3 separate regions of the Sus scrofa genome follow, and regions 1 and 2 are each linked to region 3. A link is a contact called in public HiChIP or PLAC-seq and promoter capture Hi-C data. All regions are on one chromosome and are shown on one strand. Each heading gives the region's core, a stretch centred on a gene start, on an enhancer-like site or on the middle of the called end of the contact. The rest is flanking DNA. Distances are from core to core; before and after follow the strand shown. Region 1 holds the start of MDK (midkine (neurite growth-promoting factor 2)). Region 2 holds the start of ACP2 (acid phosphatase 2, lysosomal). Region 3 holds the start of ARHGAP1 (rho GTPase-activating protein 1).

Region 1 (4,765 bases), core at 1,997-4,496, 300 kb after region 3:
CTCTGGCCGGATCCAGAGACCAGATCTCTGCTCAGGCCGAGGAGAGTCCGCCCCAGGAAGTGACTGAACCGGACCGTCTGACCCATCTCTGTGGCCCTGCCTCAGGCAGCTGAGGGGCACTGGCCGACGTGGGCACTGGCCCCACTGTGACCAGCCAGGGTGGTGAGAGAATGGACATCTGGAGCAGAGCAGAGCCCGGCTCCCCTTGGGAAGAGCATAGGGGCCAGTGCCTGGGAAAGGAGGCTCAGGAAGGAGATGGAAGTGGAGGGTCCCCCACTCAGCTGGAATCGGTGCTTTCTGCCCCCCTTGCACCCCGCATGTAGGCTCAGCCCCCTCCTCCCAGATCCCACCCCAGGGGCAGAAATCCCCCCTCCCCGCAGCTAGCTACTCAGCCAGGCTCTGGTTGGGTGGGAGGGTGGGTGGGCTGGAGGCCAGGCAGAAGGGGCTTCGAACACAGCCCCCTCCCAGCACTGCCCTGGTCACCTTCAGGATGGGCCAGCGGGGGAGGTCAGGGGTTCACTCAGGAACCGAGGTCTGGCCACCCAGAGCCCCAGGCCGGGCGGAGTGGTCCTTGTTATTCTGAAGAATTGGCCCCCCTCCCCAAGGAGACAGCTGGTCCCAGGTCACACAGAGCAGAGCGAAGGTGGGACTGTGGCGAGTGGTGTTGCCCAGCTGGCCTCTGCAGAGTGTGAGGGACACCTGGGTCACCAGGAAGAAGATGGGGGTGGACATGCCCCCCCCTCCCCAGCAGGCTTCAGCGACTGCGGGTGTGAGGCCCTTGGGGAAGACAAGCAATCCCCATGTCTACTCTCCCAGTGGACAGAAATTTCCAATCCAACAGTGGGCTGGACCAAAAGACCTTTACGTGGGTGAGGCGGAGATGGGGAGTCCGTTCCACTGAGTGTCCCGGATTCCCTCCCCCAGCCCTGGTTGTGGCCCCTGGAGAGAGAGGACTGAAAGGCTCAGGGGACTTGGTGGAAGCACCCTTCCAGGGGTCAGTAGGGGGCCTTGGAAGAAATTTTCCTAACTGTCCTTTCTCCATGAACTCTGGGGAAGCATCACCGCCAAGCCCTCAACCTCCCAAAAGCCACCATTCCCTCCAGTCCTCTTTCTTCCACTCTCCCACCTCCAACAAATGACCATAGCAAACTCTCTGGGAAGGGGCTTTTATATATTAAAAGAAAAGCTTTTATTGGGAAAAAAAATGATAGTTTATTTTGTTTCTTAGTAATGGCATCATTGAGGGGAAGGAGCACAGCGGGCCCAGGGGGGAATCAAATCCCTTTAGGGGAGGAGGCTCAAGCTGCCCAGAATCCCTTGTCCCTCCCCACTCCGGGCACTTGCGGGTGGGGGTGGGAGCATGAAAGGGAGGAAGCGGGGCATGATTGATAAAGCTAACGAGTAGGCAAAAGGCACTGGTGGGTTATTTCTTGGGCCTGTGGAAGGAGGGCGTGGGCCAGGCCCCCGAGTAAAGCCAGGGGCTCCTTGGCATCCAGGCCTGGCTGCTAATCTTTTCCCTTCCCTTTCTTGGCTGTAAAACAAGAAAAAACACAACAAGACAAAAAAACAAAAAGCAAACAAAAAAACACCGCATTAGTGGGGTTTGGGCGACCCAGTGGAGAGGCCCCCCCCACCTCCACCCCTGACACACACAGATCTGAGAGAAGAAAATTCTGCCCCCTGGTGGTTCTCTATCAGCTGGTCTGGAAACTGGCAAGATAGGGCAGCCATTATGATGCTGGACAGTCCTCAGTCCCCCAACTTTGACTTTCACTTGGGATCAGAAAAACTTAAAAGTTCCCGGTCCCTGTCCTGGTCCTAGCAGCCCTGGACAATAGCCTTGCCCCCTCACCTGAGAAGTGGGCAGATCCACCTCTACCCTGTTGGCCTCCAGGGCTGCTGTGAGTCAGAAATGAAGCTAAGGGAGGGAGGAAATATGGACTGTGAAGTCCTTCCAACATAGCAACTGCCCCCTCCTGCTGGAGACACGGCAAAGCTAAGCCCTTCCAGGTCCACTTCCCTGAATCCGAGGCCAAACGCTCCAACAGAACAGCTCTGTCCTTCCTGGAGCCAAGACTTCAATCTCCTGAGCACCTTCTGCAAGGCCCTCAGGACCACTTATCTGCGGTCTCTGTCTACAGGGAGCCCCAGGGCAAACACATCAAGACGTCGCTGGTCAGAATGCAGAACGTCAGGCTTCATCATTCCCTTTACAGGTGGGGCAACTCCCTGCGACGACTGCACCCCCTTCACTAACCTTTGGCCTTGGCTTTGGTCTTGGGGGTGCAGGGCTTGGTCACACGGATGGTCTCCTGGCACTGAGCATTGTACCGAGCCTTCTTCAGGGTGCCTTGGCGGGCTTTGGTGCCTGTGCCCCCATCACATGCCCCCCAGCTCTCAAACTTGTACTTGCAGTCAGCTGGCGGGAGAGTGCGGGGGGCGGGGGTCAGAGCTGGGCCGCCAGCCGCCCTCGCCACCGGTTTGCCCAGGCAACCCCCACCCCTGCCTACCCTCCGCCTGCGCCCCACCTCACCTCCAAACTCCTTCTTCCAGTTACAGGGCACTCGGCACCGGACGCGCTGCGTCTGGGCCCCGCAGGTGCCCTCGCGGAAACCCACTCCGCAGTCCTTGCTGCTGGGGGTGCAGGGCCCCCAGGTCCACTCGGCACACTCGCTCCCCGGGCCGCCCTTCTTCACTTTGTCTACAACGCACGGGGAACAGAACTCAGGACCCGGGCCAGGAGAGACTCTCGCAGAGACCCCCTCCTGGGGTCGCGGCCGCACCTCGACCCTCCTTCAATCCCTCAACCCCTGTATCACCTTTCTTTTTGGCCACCGCGTCGGTGAGCGCTAGCAGGGCGAAGAGGGCGAGGAGGAGGAAGCCTCGGCGCTGCATCCTGGGGGGAGAGCACGGGTCAGGGTCCCCGTCCGGGGCTGCAGGCGTGGACCTCCCACCTCCTTTCCCCAGTTTCCAGGCCCAAGGGGTCGGGCTGGTACGGCGGCGGCGGCGGACTCAGGGGCGCTGGCCCCTAGCCGCCCGCCGGGGCGCACGGAGGGAGGCGTCTCCCCCGGGGGCCGTCTGCAGCCCGGGACGCAGCTCAGACCCCCACCCCGCGTCCAGCCCTCAGGTCGGCTGCGGCCGAGGGGCCGAGGCCGCCGTGCGCCCTCCGGGGCCCCGCGCACTCACTCGCTCTCTGCCGGCGCTGCTTCGCTCCCTCCCGCGCCGGGCCCGTCCCGCTCCGGCCGCCGCGGCCCCTTTTGTCTCCAGAACCGGTCTGAGCCGGTCACATGGGCCCCCGCCCCCTCCCCCCCCCACCGAGGAAGGTCCCGCCCCCTCCCCTCAAACCCGCGCCGCCCCCGACCCCGCGGTCCCCGCCTTCGCTCCCGCCCCGCGCCCCCAGCCTCTACCCCAGCTTCCCGCCAGTCGGCCCCACACCCTCCATCCCCAGACGCCCAGCTCTCCCGGCCCCGGGCTTCCGTCCGGTCCTGGCACGCCCTGTCCCTGGCCCCCAACCACGGGCTCCGTGGGTCCTGGGCTCCTGCTTGCCGTCCCCTCTCCCCGCTGGCCGCCAGCTTCCCTCCACGGCCACGAAGCCTTAGGTGGCCACCTGGAGGGAGCACGGAGCCCCGGGTGTGTCACAGGTCTCGGCGCGGGGCCCGCTGGGAGCCTGTGTGCGGCTCCGGCCCCCGAGGCCCGGGTGCAGCATTTAACCCCGTCGAGGCCCTGCTCCATCTCCCAGGGCCCCTTAGACGCTGGGGAAGAAGTGCCAGCCCGCGCCTCGAATGCTTCACTAAGGGTGCGGGGAGATGCTCTGCTCGATGTCGGGGGCGCTGGGCCCGGGAACCCCGGGGAAGCGCACGGGTCGCGGGTGCCGAGGCCCTCCGCCTTTCTCCAAGCGCAGGTTGGAGGGGTCGGGGGCTGGGGAGTTGAGGGAGGAGGAGCGCGCAGACCTGGATTTGGAGCTGACAAGAGCCGTCTGAGAAAAGTTCCAGACCCGGCCCGGCAGCAGCTGCAAATGCCCAGCCCTTCTGACCCAGGGGCCTCGGGGACCACCTCATCCGATCCCCTAAACAGCGAACGCAGCTTAGGTCGGGGGGTTGGGGGGGGCTTGCCCAAGGCCACTGGGCCGAGGGGCCCCAGAAGCCAGGCCTCGCCCCGCTCTACCTCTTTCACTTTCATTGTTACCGTCCCAGCGGGAAGCGGGAAGCAGGAGGAAATCGGCTCCTCCCCCAGCCGCGACGAGCGCGGCAGCCAGGCCGAGGTCAGGTCCCGGGCAGCCCCTAGGACCCCACACCAAAGGGGCACCGGGACCCCCTGAAGCGAGTCTGGGTCTGGGTCTGCGGTGTTCGGGTCCCCAGCCTGAGGGGAACCCGGCACACCCCCCTGCTTCTGGAGGAAGATCTCCCCCGCAAAAAAAAAGAAAAGCAGAAAGGAAAAAAAATCCATTTTACTGAGTCACACCCAGCTGTAAACATGTCACCGTGAGAGCCCCACCCCACCCCCGGGCCACACAGTCGGAGGTGAAATGACCGGGTAGAGAGGAGGGTCACGGGGTAGGTGCTAAGCAGGGCAGGCAGCCGCAGGCAGATGCAGCAGGCTCCTTGTTTCCAGGAGGAGGCCGGCGGGAGGGTTGGGATCAGGGCAGGAGACCAGGCCCAAGCTCCCAGGAGCCTGAGTGGGGGTCCCAGAGGCCTGGGAATCTTCAGAAGCCTTTTCCTGAAGGCCCCCTGATAGGGCCTCGAGCCCCTCTGCCCTCTTTCTCCCC
Region 2 (5,108 bases), core at 927-3,426, 500 kb before region 3:
CAGAAATACTTGAGTGAGTGGGAAGAAAAACAAAAGATAAATTTGAGGGATTTTTGTTCTACTTGCCAAAATTTAGTAAGCCAGGGACTTATATTCTGAAATCACAATGGTCTGGCTAGTTTGCAAGGAGAGTAAGGGGCTTATTAAAACAAAACACTCAAAACTCCCACTAATATGCAGAAACCTGCCAATTAGCCATGTCCCATTCAATCTCACTAATATGAAAAGGTTTCCTTTGCTAGAAATCTCTTTATTAAAAGTATTTGGGGGCCACTGAACATAGTTTAGCAATGCACTCTGAGTAGCCTGTGAAAAACAGCCCATTATAAGGATTATTTGACTGGAAATCAGAAAACTTAATCAATACTCCTATATTGTGAGACCTTAGACAAGTCACTTCCTCTCTTTGGGCCTGTTTTCTTACCTGTGAAGTAAGAGGACTAGGTTAAATCAAGGATTCAGAGCTGCTCATTTATAAAGCCTAGACATGATCTTCCAGGGAAGACCTTGATCCTCTAGAGAATGACCTCTGGGGATTATATGCAAAATTACATTTGTGTGTGTTCATACATGTGGATATTTTTCTGTAGTGGAGACTAAATTTTCATCTGATTTCATAAAGGGGCTTGCGACTAAATAAGAACGCCAAGAACTATTTGATTACCCAGCCTACAGCTCTCACTTTCTATTCACTCCTCCATAACAATTCTGGAAGCAAAGTTTAGATTCTGAGGTATATATGAATAATTCAATTTGGAGTCCTACAGCAAGATAATGACACATATGCCCACTAGGTTCTGATCAGGTTTTATTTCTCAATGAGGTGATTTGCTACTAGGGAGCAGATTTTTTTTTTTTTTTTTTTGGTTTTTAGTGCCACACCGGCAGCACATGGAGGTTCCCAGGCTAGGGGTCTAATTGGAGGTGTAGCCACCGGCCTACACCTGAGCCACAGCAACGCGGGATCCGAGCCACGTCTGCAACCTACACCACAGCTCACGGCAACGCCAGATCGTCAACCCACTGAGCAAGGGCAGGGACCGAACCCACAACCTCATGGTTCCTAGTCGGATTCGTTAACTACTGCGCCACGACGGGAACTCCAGCAATACCAGATTCTTAATCCACTGAAGCAAGCCAGGGATCAAACCCGCAACCTCATGGTTCCTTGTCAGATTCTTTTCCACTGCACCATGATGGGAACTCCTAGGGGTCAGATCTTAATCAAAGCATCCCAAGGGCCTATGATCTAACCTCTCTGAGCTCTGAGTCATTCCAAGCTCACAGTCACAAAGCCCTGAAGCCAAATTGGCTATATCTGTATCCTAACGTTCAGGGCCTCTTAAGAGGGCCTCTGGTTCTGCAGAAATCCCATCTAATCCCACTTTATGATATGCTCCTTCTCCTTACTCCTAAGTTATCTCCCCACTGGTCAGAAATTCCTCCCCTAGAGATTCACTGCTTTGGTTTTGCAAAATCTGAACATCCTGTGCAACCCAACCCCTTTGAGAAGAGGCCTGACATCTTGATCCCTATTAACTAAAACTTAGAAGTGGCCCGGTGAGAGGGCAGGGAAAGGACTGGAAGGGGAAGTGAGAGGGCTCCTGAAGCTGCGCTCAGGCAATGAGCAGCTGGCTAGACTGGGACCAACCTCAGGGACAGAGAGTCCAAAGGGTTGTTTACACTCTGTGCCCTCACCTCAAACAAAACTTCCGGGGAGGAGAGCCAGGGCCAAGGCTCAAATTCCAGCCGCAGACAGAGGTGTGAGAGAGGAACCCTATACCACTCCTAGCCCCAATGCTGCATCCGCTCCGGCTCCGAGTCAGCCCGCCGGCACCTCGACCCGAGGGGGCGCTCGTTCTCCCGGCCACGGTCCGGCCCAATACAAGAGCGACCTTGGTACCGGGTCTCCGCGGCCTGAAGCAAACCCGAGCTCAGGGTTCTCTTTACCAAGCCGAGGTCTTCAAGGCCTTTTTGCAGCCCAAGGTCGCGCTACACGCCCAAGCTCCTCCGCCACGCCGGGATTGCCAACCTCCTACACGAATTTCCCTCCCAGATTCCTCCGCCCACTATCCCGCTTCTCCTTTAGCAAGATGGCGGCGAGCGTACTTCCGGCGTGTGTCCTTAAGGGTGCGTCCGGGCGGCTGCCGCAAGTATCACCCAGGGGGTTCCAGCCCTTCTGCTGTCTAGACTGCAGCGGTGATGGCGGGCAGACAGTTTGGCTGGAGGCAGCCGGCTCTACTCCAGCTCCTTCTTGGTGTGAACCTGATGGTGATGCCACCTATCCAGGCCCGGAGTCTGCGCTTCGTTACCTTGGTATTGAGAGACGGGTCACCTGAGGGCTCGCCAGCGCTAGGAGGACTCAGGCCGGCTGGTGGAGGGAGGGGCGGGGCTTTGCTGGGGTCTGGGGTCTGGAGGAGGAGGAGGAAGAGGAGGAGAAGCTGGTTTAGGAAGAGACGTTTGGCCTGCCGGGTTGGGGGCCTGGGTTCGGAATTTTTGCGAAGCCCTAGGGTATTTGGTGGCGGGGGAGGCAAGGTGTAAGGGGATAGGTCGGGTGAGTCTGGTCTGGGACAGGGATGTAGTCGAACAGTTAAGAGACTCACGAACAGTTAAGAGACTCACGTCTAAAGGAGCCTTTGGCGATCCCCACCCCCTCACTGTTTCCCCCACCGTCTGCATTGCTTTGATTTCTTTTCCTTTCCCACCTGTCTTTGGTTTTCCCAAGATCTCCAGTGGCATTGCTTAGCCGAGTTAGAATCCCTGGAACCTGGAAGAGGTTACTGACTTCTGAGTTGGGGTTCTTTTGCAGTTGGTGGAGTTAAGGCATCCCAGAGGGAGTGACGCTTCCCTCTCAGCATGGGGCAGACCTGGGCTCTGTGTCTCCGTCAAGGAGACCCTTGTGACCTGTAGGGTAACCATTTTCTTTCCTCAGCTGTACCGACATGGAGACCGCTCGCCAGTAAAGACATATCCCAAGGACCCCTATCAAGAAGACAAATGGCCCCAGGGCTTTGGTCAGCTAACCAAGGTGGGTCAGAAGCCAGCTCTCCTTCAGGATGAGCTGTAGCATGAATGACCTCAAGCAGGCTTATAGGACTTGGGGCTTCACCGAATTCCTTTTTGCCATGTGCCTGCTGACTTTAATCACATTTCTTAACCTGTGCCAATTAAAATGGGCCTACACAGTGCACAATCGGCTGCTTAATAAATGACTTCAGGGATCAGATGAACCCACTCCTACTTCCAGCCAAGAACTTGGAAAGCAACAGTGGCCCAGCCCTGGTGGGGGGTGAGCCATCCCTCCCCTCTGGGCCTCTGAATCCTTGGGTTTGCCTACAGGAGGGGATGCTACAGCACTGGGAGCTGGGCCGGGCTCTGCGACAGCGATACCTTGGCTTTCTGAACACCTCCTACCACCGGCAAGAGGTAAGGCTGTGATCTTGACAGGTAAGGAAAACGGGGCCTGCTGTTCTCACCCTCTGCCCTCAGGAGACTAAGGGTGAGGCTGGGCACGCTCGCCTCCCTCCAGGCATTTCTGGTTACAGCTACAGGACAAGACACCCAAGGGGTGTCTGGAACAAAACCCCAGAGGCTGAGTTGCTCCTGCTTGGCTTGGGAATTGGCAAAACGGATCAAGCATCCAAGCTCAGATTTAAGGGTCTAGCAAAGTAGTTTCTGACTCTGAAATAGCTCAAGCTTTCAAGACATTTTTGGAGTACCTGTTATGGGCCAGGCACTATGCTAGCACTGCATATAATGGTGTGCCATACAAACTTGATCTTTGTCTCTAGATGTTGTATTGTCTCCTTGAGGGCCAGCTCTTGCCTGATCTTGCCCTTCCTTACAGCTTCTTCCTCTCTCTTCACAAATAATTATTTCTGTTCCATATCTTATTTCCTCTCCTGGTCTCTAAGCCAGTTATAAAAGGGGAGATAGTTTCTGCCCTCAAGGACCTGGGCCTAGATAGGGTGACAGGTGGTGTAATAAAACCAGGCACACAGACGGACCCAAGAGCCTTGTTAACTAAGCACTTTGGACTGGGAGGGGCATCTGACCTAAAGCCATTCTCACAGGAGTTTTTCACAGACTGGGGACAGCAAACCCCCCAGCTGCATTTTGGGCCCTGGCTGTAAAGAGGGATGGGGAAAGCCAGAGGGGGGAGAGGGCCAGATGCACGGAGGATTTCATTTGGTAGGTGTCCACCAAGAACCGGTCCTCCCCTGGGACCCCATGGAGGGGCCAGAGCTCCCCCACCCACTCGTGAGACTCGTGTTGTCATCTCTGCAGGTTTATGTTCGAAGCACAGACTTTGACCGGACTCTCATGAGTGCTGAGGCCAACTTGGCTGGACTCTTCCCCCCTAATGGGATGCAGCGCTTTAATCCAAACATCTCTTGGCAGCCTATTCCTGTCCATACTGTGCCTGTTACCGAGGACAGAGTAAGACTGGCCAGCCCTTCCCTGGAGGCGGTGAGGGGGGCAGCTCTGGCCATTGGGCTGCTGATCCCCGACTCTTTCTCTGCCTCTGCTTCCCCCTTTGGTCTGCAGCTGCTGAAGTTCCCGTTGGGCCCATGTCCCCGTTTTGAGCAGCTGCAGAACGAGACCCGGCGGACACCAGAGTATCAGAATGAGAGTATTCAGAATGCAGTGAGTGGGGCCGAGGTGGAGGTCACCACACATTGTCCTTTCCCCCAGGGCAGGACTGATCCCTGATCCCTTTCTCATAGCAATTTCTGGAAATGGTGGCCAACGAGACAGGGCTTACGGACCTGACACTGGAGACCGTCTGGAATGTCTATGACACACTCTTCTGTGAGGTGAGCTGGCTCAGGGTCCCCGGTATGACTGTCCTCCTCTCACACCTCAGCAGGCCTAGGTGACCAGGCCATGTGCAACCGTGCCTGGACCCCATTCCTACCCGGGAGGTCCAGGCAAGCCGCCTCTTGTGAAACAAGGGAACTTCCCTCATGGGTGAAAAAGAACCTCAGAGTGGGAAATAGTTTATCGATCGTCAGCAGTTCCTGCTTCTCTCCACCCCGAGCTCTCGTGGTATCTGACTCCGTTCTGCTGAGTCACACTTTTGGTGCCCGAGCCTCCTTTCCTGTGCC
Region 3 (4,792 bases), core at 1,646-4,145:
CCTCCTCACTTTAGCTCATCTGAAAATAAAAGAACCCCCAGCCCCAGCCCAGACAGAAGAACACAAACTGGAAACCTTATTTCTAGCTTGCTGTCTTCCACAATGCGGGCTTCTTATTCCTTGAAACAACTCAGGAAGATACAACTTGCAAATATCTATACAGTTTACCCTTAAACCAACATAGGCTTGAACTGCATGGGTCCACTTATATATGGGTTTTTTCCCAACAGGAAATAGCCCAGCACTCTACAACCATGGTCTGTTGAATCTATAGATGGGGCCCATGGATATAGAACCTTGGATGTGAAGGGCCAACTCCAAGTCACACTCAGGAGTTGTGACAGCCCAGAGGGCTGGTGTCCCTAACCCCTGTGTTGTTCAAGAGTCAACTATGTTGTTCATCCTAAGACCCGCTGTTCTTCAGTAAAAAGCATCAAATGGTATTTTATACCCCAAAATTTTCTGAACTTCTTCCCTAAAAATTCTAGTCTCGCTGTGTCCACGAATCCTAAGAATTACGGCATGATTCTCACTCAATCCTAATCAAGCCCCACTCCCATGCCACACTGAAAAATCCATCTTATACCAGCCTTCAAAATTTCAATAAATATCCAGGCCTTTCCTTTCCTCCTCAGAATACTGTTCTCCCTTCCTTTCTTGAGCCATAAGCTTTGTTTTGTCTAATCAACAGGTGATAATTTGGGAAGTCAGCATTTATTTGACACATACCTGTGCAAGGTTCTGTTGCATCTTCCTCTGTGGCTACTTCCTGTTGTACAACAGACTCCATTTCTGTCACCCCAGCCATGCTTGCCTCCTCCTCTAGTCTGGACTGGTTGGGGCTCAGGCCCTCAGCGGGAGGCCGGGGCCACAGCCGCAGCTCGAAACCTGGCAGCACAACCCGGTACACCTGTAGGTGGAGCCTCTCGCTGATCCACACGGGAGCCACGTTTCCCTCACCCTCCAGCTTGCCCCGCTGCACCAAACTGCAAAGCAGAGCAAGAGCTGGCTCAGGAGACCCTCTTGAAGCAAGTGGCCCTGCCTAAAAGCCCCTGCTCCTGGGCAGTCTGAGTCTTAACGGATCTTATGCCTTTTGAACACACACTGCAAAAGGCCCTTGGGTGGGGAATTACAGTTAGCTCTGGTTCCAACCCAGGCCACAAAACAAAGCCTCAAGGGAGCATCTTCATAACATACTCTGTTGTAACTTACCTCATCCAGCCTGAACTCTGCTCACAAGCACACACATCTCCCCATGGGTCTAGTGACACGTCCTGAAATAAACCAATAAAAGTCCTTCTCTCATGTGTTTGAGGGCAAAACAAACAAAACCTGATATAAGGAGTTTCCATTGTGGCTCAGCAGGTTAAGGACCCAACATTGTCTCTGAAAGATGAGGATTCGGTCCCTGGCCTTGCTCAGTGGTTTAAGGATCCAGCGTTGCGGTAATCTGCTGCGTAGTTTGCAGATGGGACTTGGATCCAGGGCTGCCATTGCTGTGGCTGTATCATAGGCCCCAGCTCCATCTCAGATTCAACCCCTGGCCTGGGAACTTCCATTTGCTACAGGTGTGGCCGTAAAAGAAAAAAAAAAAAAAAACACCTGATGAAATTGCTCCCAACACAGACCTAAGATGAAGCCCCCTGGAAGGTTAATGGTCTCTGGTTCTGCCTCTCTGTAGACTGCACTGTCTGAATTTTCCTTCAGTAAAGGCCAAAAAAAAAAAAATTGTCCCCACACCTCCCTCCCAAAGTGTGAAAAATTACTGAATTGAACATATTACTTCCTTTCAATGAGTACCAAACAGAAGTAAGAGGTACCTCAAATTTAAAATTTTTTCAGGAGTTATGCAATGAAATCTTTTACCTGTGCTGTTTCACCTTTCCCTCCAAATAATCCTGGAGGATTAAAATAAAGAGCCATTCCTTTATTTTACATGCCATCTGACCAGCTAAGTGACAAAGCTGAGATTTGATCCCAGGGGCTTTTTAATTCCCAAAACCTTTGTTCTTGACTTTTGTAACTGCTAACACTCTACTAATTCAGCTTTTAACAATTTTTTGCACCTCTTAATTACTGCAAGGAAGGAGAAAAGACAGTCCTGGACAGAAGGGGGCCAAACCATCTCCTATCCCTTTAAATACTCTGCATCTTCTAACAAGAAATGTCTGAACTAAATTTTCAATCATGGAAGGGAGATGCCCGATCCCTTAATACCTCTTTTTGCTCTCTTTCCGCTGCATCACCCTTCTGCTTAGAGACAGACTCCTCTTCCAGTGGTCCCCAGAGCAGTCCCGGCTGCAAGGGTTCCCCGACACACCAGACCCCCAAGCGCTGTTCCTCGGTCAGTGAGGGACCTAGGGCCAAGCCCCGGGGGAGGCTCTTTAGAGCGAGGATGGCTCGGGTCGGTCTGGCTGGGAAATCTTTGGGTCCCTGTGCACAGCCTTCTCCGGAAGGGCTCCATCCTGAGTCCGGGTCCAGGCGTGGGCCGGGGACTGCAGCGAGAGAGGAAGACAGTGAAGAAGTGAGGAAGCCGCCCAAGAGGTAGTGGGGTGGGGAAAGATGAGGGAGAAAACCCTAGGTCCAGCTAGGCCTCAAGAGTCTGAGAGATATATAAAGACTCTAAGGGGCCCCGAAAAGACCTGAGGGACTTCGAGGGCTCTTAAAAGAAGCCCCCGAGATTTTGAGGGCACCGGAGGAGGATGCCAGGCTCGGGAGGAAAAGGGTCGGGGGATAAGAGTTGACCAGAGAACGTCAGGAATATCTGAGCCGAGGGTCGGAGACACCGCAGGCCGCTCACCGAACTGCAGTCTTCCCTTCGCCGAGAGAAGCTCCTCCGCCTCCTCCATCCCGGATCGAAAAGCCTCCCTCCGCCGGAAGTGAGTGTCACCTTCTAGGCTCCTCCCGGAAACAGTCATTGACACCCAAATTTCCTCTCGGGAACGAATCGTAAGAGTCAGCCTTAACTGGTGCACAAGACCAGGAGTTTGGGAATTCTGGTGAGGCGAATCTCTGTCCGAGAAGAATACGAGCTAAGGATTCCGGAGGTCCACCAGAGATTCGAGTACCCGGAACATCGGAACTAACTGTTCCAGGGCCTCCTTTTGGGAGGGACGAATCGGACGGTTCTACTCCACCGCAGCCAAGGAGGCACGTGAGCAGCACGTACAGGAAGTGGGCGGGGATCCTGGAAAGGCCATGTTTGGACCGGGCAGCGGGTCGGAAGTGGGTTGGAGGTGTGGCGGAAGTGGTTGGGAGTGAAGAGACAGGGAGGGGGCGGTTCCCGTTCCACCTCGGAGCCGGATGTTTGCCGATCTTTGACAGGCGTGGCAGAGGGAGCGGTACCCGACCACGGTGAGCTGCGGGGTGCAAGTTCTGCCTGGGAGGTTGGGGGCGGGGCGGGAAGGAAAAGGACTGGCCAGGTCATTTGAAGGGATGGGGTCCGGATGGGGAGCATCCAAGCGGATCCGAGGAAGGGAGCAGGGGTGGAATGGGGCCTGGGAACCTGGCCTTCCCGCTGCCGGGATTCTGCCCCACTCGCGGGTCTGCAGCGAGAGGACTTTGCTTCTTTTGCTGGCTTCTTCCTGGCCTCTCGCTCGCTGTCATCGAGTAAACTCATGGGAAGGGGAAGTCTCCCTCGTCCGATCTGGGGAAGTGCTAAAACAAGAAATTCGGGCGAAGTGTTCCACCTTGCTACTTATTAGGCCACGCTTTCATGTCTCTTTCTTAACCTGTGAGACAGGATTGTAGCACCCAATCCGGTTTTTGTGAACCATGAGGCTTTATGCAAACGTGATTGTAGTTGAAAGGCTTGCTTTGTATTGTGGGGTTTGCATTTTTGCAATTCTGGAGCCCTAACTAGGAGGCCTATCACAATTCCAGAGAATATGATTTCAAGTTATTTCAGTTCTCCTTGGAGGAGTTTAGAGAAGCTTTACTTTGCCCTTTTGTAGAACTTTGAGAATCATATGAATGACAGTCACTTAAGAGAAGTATTGAAGGATTGACCTGCACAAAGAGACCACCTTAGATAGACATGGATTAAAATCTTGACTTTACTGTATGACTCTTATTTTTTCTGGTCTTCACATTTCTGGAACTGTACTTCTCTGGTGCTGATGTGAAAAGATAATTTGTATCCAGTTCATCGTGGTTGCTTCCCTTTTCCTCTTAGGATACAAATTGATTCCTTCAGTAATTCAGCAAATGACTGAGCATCTACTCTGTGCCAGATGTAATTTTGAGTAGGTCAAGGCTGTTTGTTTGTTTTTAATGGTCACACCCGCAGCACATGGAAGTTCCATGGGCCAGGGATTGAATCCCAGCAGTAGCTGACCTGTGCTGTGGCAACACCAGATCCTTGAACCAACTGCTCCCACCCGGGATAGAACTTCACAGCGATCCAAACCCCTGCAGTGAGGTTCTTAACCCACTGCGCCACAGTGGGAACTCCAGGTCAGGGATTCTTAAACAGTGATTCTAAGAGGGTCTGTGAACCCCTTAAAATTTCATGCAAGATTTCATGAGTATGCTGATTTTTGGGGAATGAGTCCAGACAGTTCATCAGAATTCCAGAGAACTCCAGGACTTCCCAAAGGTAAAACCTCTGCCTAAAGTGAGTCTTGAAGGATTTAGGAAAGGTACATATTTTATCTCCTGAGAAGAGAAACGTTAATTTGAGAGTAAGACATATTTTGCAGAGTGAAGCAGGACTGTGACAGGAGTCTTAGGCAGCCAGGATACTTCATTTCCGTGACTCTATGTTAGAAGTTCCCTGCACTAGCTTCTCTCC

What was found. Promoter capture Hi-C pulls out the DNA fragments that hold promoters and counts their contacts. HiChIP or PLAC-seq counts read pairs in DNA pulled down with a chosen protein or histone mark.
Region 1: an H3K27ac HiChIP or PLAC-seq map of alveolar macrophages shows a contact between it and region 3. The contact joins the promoter of MDK here to the promoter of ARHGAP1 in region 3. A contact is called at or near these places in 1 of 5 promoter capture datasets (fetal liver) and 2 of 2 datasets of contacts at active chromatin or transcription factors (alveolar macrophages and skeletal muscle).
Region 2: a promoter capture Hi-C map of liver shows a contact between it and region 3, with 3 times the contacts expected there. The contact joins the promoter of ACP2 here to the promoter of ARHGAP1 in region 3. A contact is called at or near these places in 1 of 5 promoter capture datasets (liver) and 1 of 2 datasets of contacts at active chromatin or transcription factors (skeletal muscle).

What each region holds. Positions count from the first base shown.
Region 1 is chr2:16,129,617-16,134,381 of Sscrofa11.1, forward strand. It overlaps MDK (midkine (neurite growth-promoting factor 2)), which reads right to left and starts at 3,247. Exons shown (of 5, transcript NM_001195352.1): 1 at 3,187-3,247; 2 at 2,820-2,896; 3 at 2,534-2,701; 4 at 2,258-2,419; 5 at 1,193-1,531. The coding sequence starts at 2,895. The coding sequence ends at 1,506. It overlaps DGKZ (diacylglycerol kinase zeta), which reads right to left. Exons shown (of 31, transcript XM_021085253.1): 31 at 4,430-4,765. CHRM4 (muscarinic acetylcholine receptor M4) reads left to right here. Exons shown (of 2, transcript XM_003122828.5): 2 at 1-1,464.
Region 2 is chr2:15,331,839-15,336,946 of Sscrofa11.1, forward strand. ACP2 (acid phosphatase 2, lysosomal) reads left to right here and starts at 2,177. Exons shown (of 11, transcript NM_001244740.1): 1 at 2,177-2,316; 2 at 2,933-3,028; 3 at 3,340-3,426; 4 at 4,288-4,440; 5 at 4,549-4,647; 6 at 4,728-4,817. The coding sequence starts at 2,203. NR1H3 (nuclear receptor subfamily 1 group H member 3) reads right to left here and starts at 4,947. Exons shown (of 10, transcript NM_001101814.1): 1 at 4,770-4,947.
Region 3 is chr2:15,831,390-15,836,181 of Sscrofa11.1, forward strand. ARHGAP1 (rho GTPase-activating protein 1) reads left to right here and starts at 2,896. Exons shown (of 13, transcript XM_003122825.5): 1 at 2,896-3,354. ZNF408 (zinc finger protein 408) reads right to left here and starts at 3,160. Exons shown (of 5, transcript XM_003122824.6): 1 at 2,801-3,160; 2 at 2,218-2,495; 3 at 1,213-1,274; 4 at 730-986. The coding sequence starts at 2,918.